Regions from separate parts of the Anas platyrhynchos genome. Here region 2 is linked to region 1. The links are chromatin contacts, called in public Hi-C maps. All regions are on one chromosome and are shown on one strand. Each heading gives the region's core, a stretch centred on a gene start, on an enhancer-like site or on the middle of the called end of the contact. The rest is flanking DNA. Distances are from core to core; before and after follow the strand shown.

The links. Hi-C and Micro-C count contacts between places; a contact is called where the count stands out from the background.
Region 2: a Hi-C map of skeletal muscle shows a contact between it and region 1, with 4 times the contacts expected there. The contact joins the enhancer-like site here to the promoter of SLC18A2 in region 1. A contact is called at or near these places in 4 of 8 Hi-C or Micro-C datasets (F1 follicle, liver, skeletal muscle and 1 more).

Annotation. Positions count from the first base shown.
Region 1 is chr6:34,426,328-34,431,254 of IASCAAS_PekinDuck_T2T, reverse strand. It overlaps SLC18A2 (solute carrier family 18 member A2), which reads right to left and starts at 1,696. Exons shown (of 15, transcript XM_038181112.2): 1 at 1,455-1,696. The coding sequence starts at 1,575.
Region 2 is chr6:34,488,282-34,493,076 of IASCAAS_PekinDuck_T2T, reverse strand. PDZD8 (PDZ domain containing 8) reads left to right here. Exons shown (of 5, transcript XM_027459985.3): 3 at 4,396-4,498. Among named protein-coding and RNA genes, the nearest start is that of PDZD8, 24 kb to the left of the region's middle. Within about 2 kb of position 3,061, at least 1 of the 8 cell types and tissues checked has an H3K27ac peak or open chromatin away from gene starts, as enhancers often do.

The DNA of each region.
Region 1 (4,927 bases), core at 447-2,946:
ATTTTTTCCTATACAGAGATAACTCAGAAAGAAAAATATGAGAAGTATCAAAACCCATGTCTGAACAGACTGTTGCACATGACTGCATAAATCCCTTTATTAGATTGTGAAAACGTGGATAATGAGAAAAGCACTGAAACTAGCATTAAGCCAAAATAGTAAAAAGTAATAAAACATGTTAATAAAACAAGCCACAAAAAAAAAAAAAAAAAAAAAAAAAAAAAAGAGTAATCAGAACTGATGTATTGCTGTTTATATATTTCACTATTTCTTTAAAATTTGCATTGAAAACACCACCCAGAAGGGACACGCTTTATAAGTTTTAGGATCATAGCTGCAATTTAACTGTATTAACGTGTATCTCAGAAACTATCATATCCACATTGGCTGGAACAGATGTAAGATTCATTCTACTGGGAAGCATCAGTGACAGAACCAGCAGAGCCGCCTGGCCTCCCTTCTGACACAGCCCCATCTTTCAGTGAGTCTGCAGACCGAAATACTTTTAAGAGCTTCTAGCACACATCTTATAGAAAAAATAAGGAAACATTAACAACTTTATAAGAAAGGATGTTCATGTAAAAAATCTAAAACTGACTGGTAAAAGTATTCATGGAGTTTTTGTTAAAGGCATCAGCTTTAAGCTGACCACCCCCAGGAGCTGAGGTTGGCAGGGCAGCACTGCACAGGGTGGGCTCCACGCTCCATGAGCAGTGTGTGGGTACAAGCCAGGAGTTTCTCTGAGCCCTTGGACAAAATAGATATGAAAAGGAGCCTTTTGACATGGGTACTTAAAGAACTACCAGCAAAAAATGTTCCAGGACTTGATTTAATTCATAACTCACGACACCATGTAACTTCAAGCCAGTAAAAGTCACACCTTCAACTTTGATCAAAACTCTGATTATTTTATTAAACCAGCTCCTAGAAGCACTTTTCTTAAAACCCATGTAGATAGTTTTCTTATTAATCTACCATTTGACGAGCAGCGTGGGGGAGAGGAGAACTATCGCAAGGAAACAGGCATCTCCAGCGTTATCTAGCCTGGTGTTTCAGTTGCATGACCGCAGGAGGAAAAAAGATGATGAGCTAAAAATATCAATGTTGTCATTCTGAGGAGTTTTAGTGGCTTTCAGTGGGAAAATAAATAAATTATGAAGGTGGCTTTATGCAATTCCTTATCCTGCAAGTGACAGAGAAACAAAGTGAGACTTTGCTGCTTGTGCCAGTGCCCGCAGTACCTGGGGCACCCAACGTGTTTGAAAACCTTTGGTTTGGTTTGCGAGCATCACTCGCGCACCCAAGCAGCACATCTGTCACCGGCGATTACTGCTGGCATAAATCGGGGGGAGAGAAACCAACGAAAAACACAGACACGAACCAAAAACCGAGCCACCCCCGAGCCACCGACGGCGAAGCCCGCAGCCCCACCACCGCCAGACCCGGTCGCCTACCGACCACGGTGAGCAGCATGTTGTCCAGGAGCAGGGCGATGAAGACGATGAGGAGGATGAGCCTCCGGGAGCTCCGGCCCTCCCGCAGCCAGCGGATGATGCTGGCCTCGCCCCGGGCCATGCCGCCCGGCCCCGCCGCCGCCGCCGCCGCCGCCGCTGCCTCTGCCGCTGGCCGCGGCCTCGCGGAGGCCCCCGGGGGCCGCCCCGGGCCAGGGGCTGAGGCCGGAGCCCCCTCCTCGCCCTGCCCCGGCCCGCCCCGGCTCGCAGGACCCCGGCCAGCAGCCCGCTGCCAGCCGGCTGGGCAGGAGGAGGAGGAGGAGGAGGAGGGGTTGGAGGAAGGAGGAGGAGGAGGAGGGCGACGACGACGAAGAGGAGGAGGAGGAGGAGGAGGAGGCGGGGCACGGAGACCCCTCTGGGTGTCCCTTCCCAACCTGAGCGATTCGCAGCGCTCAGCCGCCCTGCCCGGAGCGCCGGGCTCCGTGCCCAGCCCGCTCCCCTTGAGCCTTTCCCCAGCACCACGGGCTGGCAGGGGAGGCTGCTGGGCAAAGATTCACGGCGGCTTAGCAGTCAGCTTTCAGCCGCTGCCCAGCCTGGGGGCTGCTCTCTGCTTCACACTCTTCCCGGTGCTTCGCCCCCGGTAAAGAGCACCGAAGTCGGGATGAGCCTTGCGATGAGTTGAACAGCCCCAGAAGCAAACGGCAGGCTGAAGGCGGTGACAACACCGCTGTGCAAACAGTTCTTCCTCAGCGATGTTCCCCGTATTCGTGTAGTTTCACCCCGTGCCCCTGCAGCACGATGCCATCAGGACGCGGGTTGCCTGTGCGTGGTGCTCAGACTTAGCCTGGTGCTCCTGCAGCAGCACTCGCTTCGTGCCATAAACAAACTGCCCGTGCTGGTTTGTTCATTTCAGAATTAATTTATTAGTTAATGAAAGCCATTTACTCTGTGAAGTCTTGGCAAAGTAGCAGCTGAAGAAAAACCAATGTGGTCTAAACTGATCTCAGGTCCCAATCCATCGCTGGCAGAGGTCTAGCAGGCTTTAGGAATGGGGTGAATTCAGTGCAGTGTGCTCTTTACTACACACATTTTTTCCTAAAAACGGTGAAAACAGGCAGAGGATGTGCTAATAGCACCTGTTTTGTTTGCATGCAGGTAGTTCTGATTTTATTTGACATATCCACTAAGCATTATGCTCGTATGGGAACAATTTTACCAGTGCACAATAAATGTCCCCAGTGGGTATTGCTAAACTCTTGATTCACAAACGAGGGTTCATATCCTGAAGGCACTTGCACCATAAATCACATCACTGAGCTGAGGACTGCGGAGGAATGCAGGAGGAGGCAGGGAACACTGCCCGGGTCAGGAACAAGAGCCATGTCAGTATGGGAAAATAAATTTCACATTTCGATGAAATGTCCATAGCAATTTCCCATCAGGAAAACATGAGTTTGGGCATTTTGTAAGCACAGCAGTTTGGAGGAGAGTTATCTGCTAGCAGTGCTGCTGTTACTGTCACCTGTCAGAAAGCAGATGTGGACAAAGATGCTTTTCCAGCCGTCTGTGATGAGGGATGCAGTTGCAGAAGCCTCTTGCTTCTTTCTCTGTATCACCCATGTCAGGGGGAGAACATCTCCTTCCCCCCCCAAGTCTGTCTTCCAGAATTTCTCTCCTTCCTCTGCCTGTCCCTGCCATGCTGACATTCATGCTGGCAGCATCTGGCCACTTTGCTTGAAGTCACTCCTCTCTTCTACTCCCCTAGCTTCTCTTACCCTCAGCCAATTGACTTTTAGACAACTAATGCCAAAATAATGTGCATGAGCATGCCTGAGCTATTAGCATGGACAAGCATAGAGCATTTGAGTGTATTTATTTGCATGTGGAGATGCCCACTGGTGCACAGACACTATTGCTTTATTAATCTAGCTGATTAAATCATGTTTACCTCTAGGAAGCTATCAGGTCAGGAAGACACAAGGTTTGCTGCTGTGCAGGTATAAAGTGTATTCCATTCCTTCACCACTATTTATTTATCCCTAGTCAGGGATCTTTGTGTCTACCAAAGAACAAGTAAAAGAAGAGTAGGAGCATAGTGAAATTGAACATTATGTTTGGAAAGCTGCTTATGACTTGGTTTCCCTATTGAACTCCCCATATAAAATATAAAATGAAATATAAATTTCATGCTTTGAAAAAAGATGTTCAAATCTTTTTTTTTCTTTTTTTTTTTTTTTGTAAAGTATCTGCCTTTTTTTTTCTTAGCTGTCCTTTGATGTATACATGTGCCTGTTATACCCAGATTATAATATTATAACTTTATTAGTTGTTGATAAATAACATCTATAAGCTCAAAACTAACTTCCAAAATCACATATTTATATGGGAATCCAAATTTTGAGAACTTAGCATTTGTTCATATGGATGCTCCCCTCTGAGGGAGGTACCCCTAGCACTTTAGGACATAGGCTAAAGGCACCGAGCATCATACAGTTGGTGACCCAAATATCGTTTAACATGGACTTGATGCTTAGGCTCTGGCCAGCTGACTGGTGGGCTCTCCTCAATCCCCTCTATGGTGCATAACCAAATGAGCTATTCAGACAAATAAAATAGCCAAGAACACACAGGCAGCAATACTACAAATGATCATGAGTCTGGGAGAGATGCCACAGAAAAACTACGACTTGGCAGCCAAAATTCTGATCTCCGCTAAGAAGTTTCCCTGTGGCAAGATGTCCCCTGTGCACAGCTGGATGCTGTCATAGCACACGACACAACATTGTTACAAGCACCAGGGAGAAGTGCCATTTTGCTGGTTTGCCTCCAGGTTCCTTCAGTGCTGAACTTAAATAAATAAATAAATAAATAAATAGAAACCACCAACAAACAAAAAAATAAAACCATGCAAGAGTTCTCACCATCCAGGCTGAGAAACACAGCACTTTGCTGGCTCCTGTGGGAAAAATAATTCCCTTTAAAGCTGTCTCTTTTTTTTTTTTTTTAAGATTTACTTTTATTTCCACAGCTTGCAGTTTAACTTGCAATAATTCATAATTATCTTAGCTTTCTGTATGAATTAATAATTTACAGTTATTGCTAGTGGGGAAAAATCCTGCTATAAATAATTCTTATTATTTAAGTTGGAAGACATACCTGGCAGCTTACTAATAGCAAGTAATATACTTAGTCAGCTTTTTCAACCTTTGTAGCTCTTTCAAGACTTTTCTTCTTTGTGCCCAAGAGTCGTGCTACTAATTACTATGTAGTAAGGCAGTGTGGTAGTTAGATTCACTGAGTAATGAATCTCATTTTCCCCAGGTGTTGAAGATATACATTGTGTTTTAATCTGCTGCCATATAACCCACAGCGAGTATATGTGTGAATGTATTTATGTGTGTATATTAATAAACACGATTGCCCTTTGTGGCATGTAGTGCTTTGAGGAGAAAGAGAAAAAAAAATAGAAGTTTTGC
Region 2 (4,795 bases), core at 1,812-4,311, 60 kb before region 1:
AAGACATTTGTGAGGTAGAAGCTGAAAGGCACGGAGAAGACTTTGGAAGTAGAGAAAAAAATACACAATATGCACAAAAGTAGCAATGTCACAATTTCCCTTTTCATTACTACTGCGTGTGAAGGCTGTCCGGGGCTGTTGGCAAGGTTTCTTTTTGCAATACCACTCCATATGCTGACATGCGGAGAGTTTTTCACCAACATCTGCTGCTGGGACCTCTGCAGACCTGTTGCAGTCCCTGCTGGCGTGCTGGGACTTCGCCCGGAGCCTTCCAGGGAGTGCTGTGACCTGGTACTGACTGAGCATTGCTTCATTTCCCCAGACTTCTTAGTTCTTCACCCAAAGGTGCTTTGAGGTCACTGAACCTCAAGAGCCTCTTCCATCACAGGCAGTTTGTGTGAGTGAATTCACAGCAGAATGGTCGGCATCCCCTAATGAGAACCGTCATCTGGAGGGGGGCACCTGAAGTTGTCTTCCTTGGCAATCTTTCCAATTCCAGAAGTGAAAATCACCTTGATTTCTGTATAGTTTTCAGTTTTGCTCAATGCCTGAGGATTTTACATTCTGTCTCAATATGGTAGCTATGGCAGAGCTGAGTGGTTTAAGCTTTGCTTTGGTCCTTGTGTGGAGTAGTAGCGTTCAGATCCTGTTTTCTGTTCTAAGCAATTAAGTCTTGAACGACAGCGGAGAAATTGTAGTGATGAAGCATCTTGCAAACTCTTCGTATGTTAGAAATGTCTAACTTAATTTCATTTTGTTCTTCACATATCCAAATGCATACTTCTTGCACTTTTTCTAATCACCACCCAAGTTTCGTTGTTACGTCTTTGAAAGAAAATTTTTGTGTATTTTTTACATGAAATTATTGAAAGAATGGAAACTTCACTGGTGTAGATAACATTTTACAATTTTTGTCTGACCTATTGAAAGCATGTTTTTATGATTGTAACACCTTCACAGAATACTTTCATTGCAAAAATGTATCTGTAGGTGAAAACATTGTACAATGTGACAGTTTATTTCTTCTACAAAAGAAAAGGAAAAACTTAAGTTACACTAACAATTGCATCCTTGCCTTAATTTTTTTTAAGGAGAGAAAAGAACAAAGCAACACGCTGTTAAATCTCCCCATATGACTTTTTAAAGGTACTCTGCGAAGAAAGTCTTAAATCCTGTCAACTCTTACTATATTAAGCAGAATATTCTTCTAAAACTGTGCCACAATGTGGGCTTTTAAAATGAACGTTTGTTTTAATAACCTTTGTGGACAAGGAGACTTTTCCGAAGACGGTCATTTTGTAAAACACTGCAGTGTGTACCCGAGACCGATGTGTTAGGTTTGGAGTTTTATGTTTATTTTTTTTCCCTTTTGCCCTTGAGTGGACTTCATGCAGCAGTGTGTGGATGTTGAATCTGCTTTTGGCATTCTTAAAATTCAGGAAATATTCTGCTTATTTTGACTCCAAAACTGTTTGCAAATAAAAGGGTCACAGTTGAAATTAAAAAAGTTAAAAAAAAAAAAAAAAAGTTGTAAAGGAAATACATTGAGCTTGCTTTTATGTACCTGGTAATAAATAAGATGTTACCATAGATCGGGGTGTACTTTGCACATATCGACTTCTTGTTGGATTTGCATATCAACCCTTTTGTATCACCCCACAAAAAGCAGCCAGCTTGATAGCCCACCTAGTCATCCTCTCCTGGGGACTGTAGAGACAGGACAAAGTCTTGGGCTTCAATCAGCCCTAAGAGCTGACACTGCCCCCGCCTCGGCCCTGTTCTGCTGCCTGCCCTCTGTCAGGGGGCCTCCTATAACATTTGGGGTCTGTACGGTGCCGGGACAGCCCCAAGCCGCTGCTGTTCCGGCTGATCTGCTAAATCGCTCAGCTTTGCCTTGTGCTTACCCGAGGGTATCCCGTCTGGAGGTAGGGAAGCAGTAGAAATCATCCTTCTTATATACCTATTTTAATTACTCAGGCAGTAACTTAATCATTTTTTCTTACCGATTTAATCTTTGCTTGGGCTATAAACTTTGTTTCAGGGTGTCTTTCATTCACTGTTTTTTTACTGGCTTATAAATGTTACATCTGTGGAGTACACAGTAACCTGCATTTCGATATGCAGTTGTTTGGGATGTGCTGTGATGCGATTGTAATCAGTCTTTATCTGCAGCTGCACTGGAGAATCCAGCTCTTCTGTTTGCGTGCTATCAGAGATGTTATTCAAACAAAAACTTCCTTAGTGGCATAGAAGCGAAAATTTCCCCTTTGTCTTCCTGAAACTGGAAATTGTATTCTAAACTCCAGCACAAAGTGTCCATGGACCAGGACTGCTCTTTAAGCGTGCATTTTTGCTGTCCTGCAATACGGTTCTTCAATTAGGGTGTGGGTAGCGTAATATAACATGAAATCTCATTGTTTCCTATGCACCTTTTGCGTTATGGTTGTAGTTGAAAATCACTTTTTTTTTTTTCCCCAGTTGTGATGTACCTCCTGTCCTTGTTCTTGTATGTTACTTGTCACCAGTACAAGACAGATAAATAGCTGCTCCGCTGATATTGTAGAGGAATTAGGGGTTTAGAAACAGGCAAGGACTCCTGGAAGATACACTGTTGAGAGTTTTGTCTGTCTGTCTTTATCTTTTGAACTGCATTAACCAACTGGATCTTTGATCAGCTTCGTTATTGTTTCCCCCCTAGTCCTCCTGACCCACCGTGCTTCCCTCCTTTGCAAAACTGGAAAGGAAACTTGTGCAGTCCTGTTGGATGAAATGCAATGTGTGCAAGCAATGACCAACTGTGGAAAAACTTTACTGAACTAGCTGGTGGCGATGAGTTGCAGTTGACACAGAAGAAAAAGTGCATTATTCAAAAGCAACTACAAAAAGCAGAATAGGAAAGCCACAGAAGGTTGCTGAGGATAGTTTAAAAATGAGCAAAGAGGGTATAAGCTGGTCAGTTTAGGTAACCCTGAAGGAACTTAGTCTTGCCCAGACAAAATACCTGATCGCTTGGTTCTGAGGCTGGATTTCTGCTTACTGTAATCAAATCAATAGCGTCTAGACAAACGAGTGCTGAAGGTCAAGCTGGAAGTGCCGCTGACAGCTGCTCTTTGCAGGGTTTCAGTAGAAGGGATGGGGCAGCACGCAGCCTGGACACCTGAGGCTGGCAGCACAGCATGCAGCCACAAGGCTGGCACCTGGAACAGCAAACACAGCAAAATGCTGGGCACCAACCCAGGGGTAGATGTAGAACTGAGTAACTGTAAAGATCTTCGCAGTTGAATTATTTGTAGAGATATATACAAAAGGAATACTTCTTCCATTCCCTGTGCTTTAACGCAGGCTAGAAAGCTGTTGTAGAATGAGGTGTGTTTCCTTGGGATTGGGGTAATTTTACCAATTCCAGTTGCTTAAAAAAGTTGCTTTCAATTGTTTTTACTTAATTTTCAAAGTATATTTAATATATAATAATTTAGATATCTCCATATCTAGAAATCTACACGCTTTTTAATCATAAATACTTAACCGAGAAACATTCATTAAAAACATCAAAATGAACAGAATATTGCTGTGATTTGATTACAGTTTTTATCTCCATCTGAAGAGTTGTGTAATAAAACACAGCCATAAATAAGCTAGTTTGGATGAAAGCTTAGACTTCTTTATTTTGAAGTTTTCTATATGCATTTGACAAGGATCGTTTCTAATGGCTCTCTTGGAAGAGCACAATTTATCGGAGGTTTTTATTCCCAAATATTTATTTGCTTCTAAGTACTGAGAGAGAAACTGTGTACAACTTCATTGCTTCCCACACACCCCCTCTTATAGCACTGTTACCTAACTGGAAAGCTTTGTAGCCTTCTGGAATAGAATAAGATGCCTGAAGAACCACTTCTGTTTGTTAGGAAATAGTTTACTGCTGACTGTGTATCTGTGACTTTGCTACTACAGTAACACTCTCTCTCCAACCAAGGAAAGCTGTTGTATGTTGTGAAGTGTAGGACTAGAGCGAAAGACTCTTGTATCTGTAACTGCTTTATTTTTTAAGCTATTATTTTATATAAAAATAGTAATCTGCCAATTGAACACTTTAAAAACAAACAAACAAAAAAAACAAACAACAAACACCCCTTCCTCCCTCTAAAACCCTGCCCCTAAAGCCCTAGCTAACATTTTTAAACAATTTTAGATACGTGTAAAATACTTCCACTAGAGGGTGGCAGTGCCTTGCATTTTGTGAAAGGCTGTGCTTTTGGAATCACTTAGGTATGCACTTCTGTGTCTGTACACATTGAAAATAGTAATGGGGTGTACAAAGGAAGAACGCGGAGTTTAATATGATACTTAGGATGCATACTAGTATTACAATTCTTACTGTATGCTTTTCTGTTTCAGGTTGTTTATATTTGGATCCTATGAAAGAGAAACAAATGTTCATTGCACAATGGAGCTGAGCAGTAATGTTTGGGAAGAAAAATCAAGGAGTTCCATTAAAACGGTAAAAACAGGTTTAAGCTTTACATATTGCAGTATGTTTTATGTTCTTAGCACATTGTCTAGAAAGAATGTATCTTTTGAACAACAAAATGGGTGATTTAGCAGGAGGAAAACCCTAAAAATATGATGGACCAGTTACTATTTTTTAATTCATTGTCAGATCAGCATGGATGGATCATGTTCAGTTGTCACAGCTGTGCTTGAAAATGTACCTGATTGGAGCATATTGATTATCAGCTGTACCAATGCATTAAAACAATCAGTGTAAAATAGGTATTTTGTAGTTCTGTTACATTTG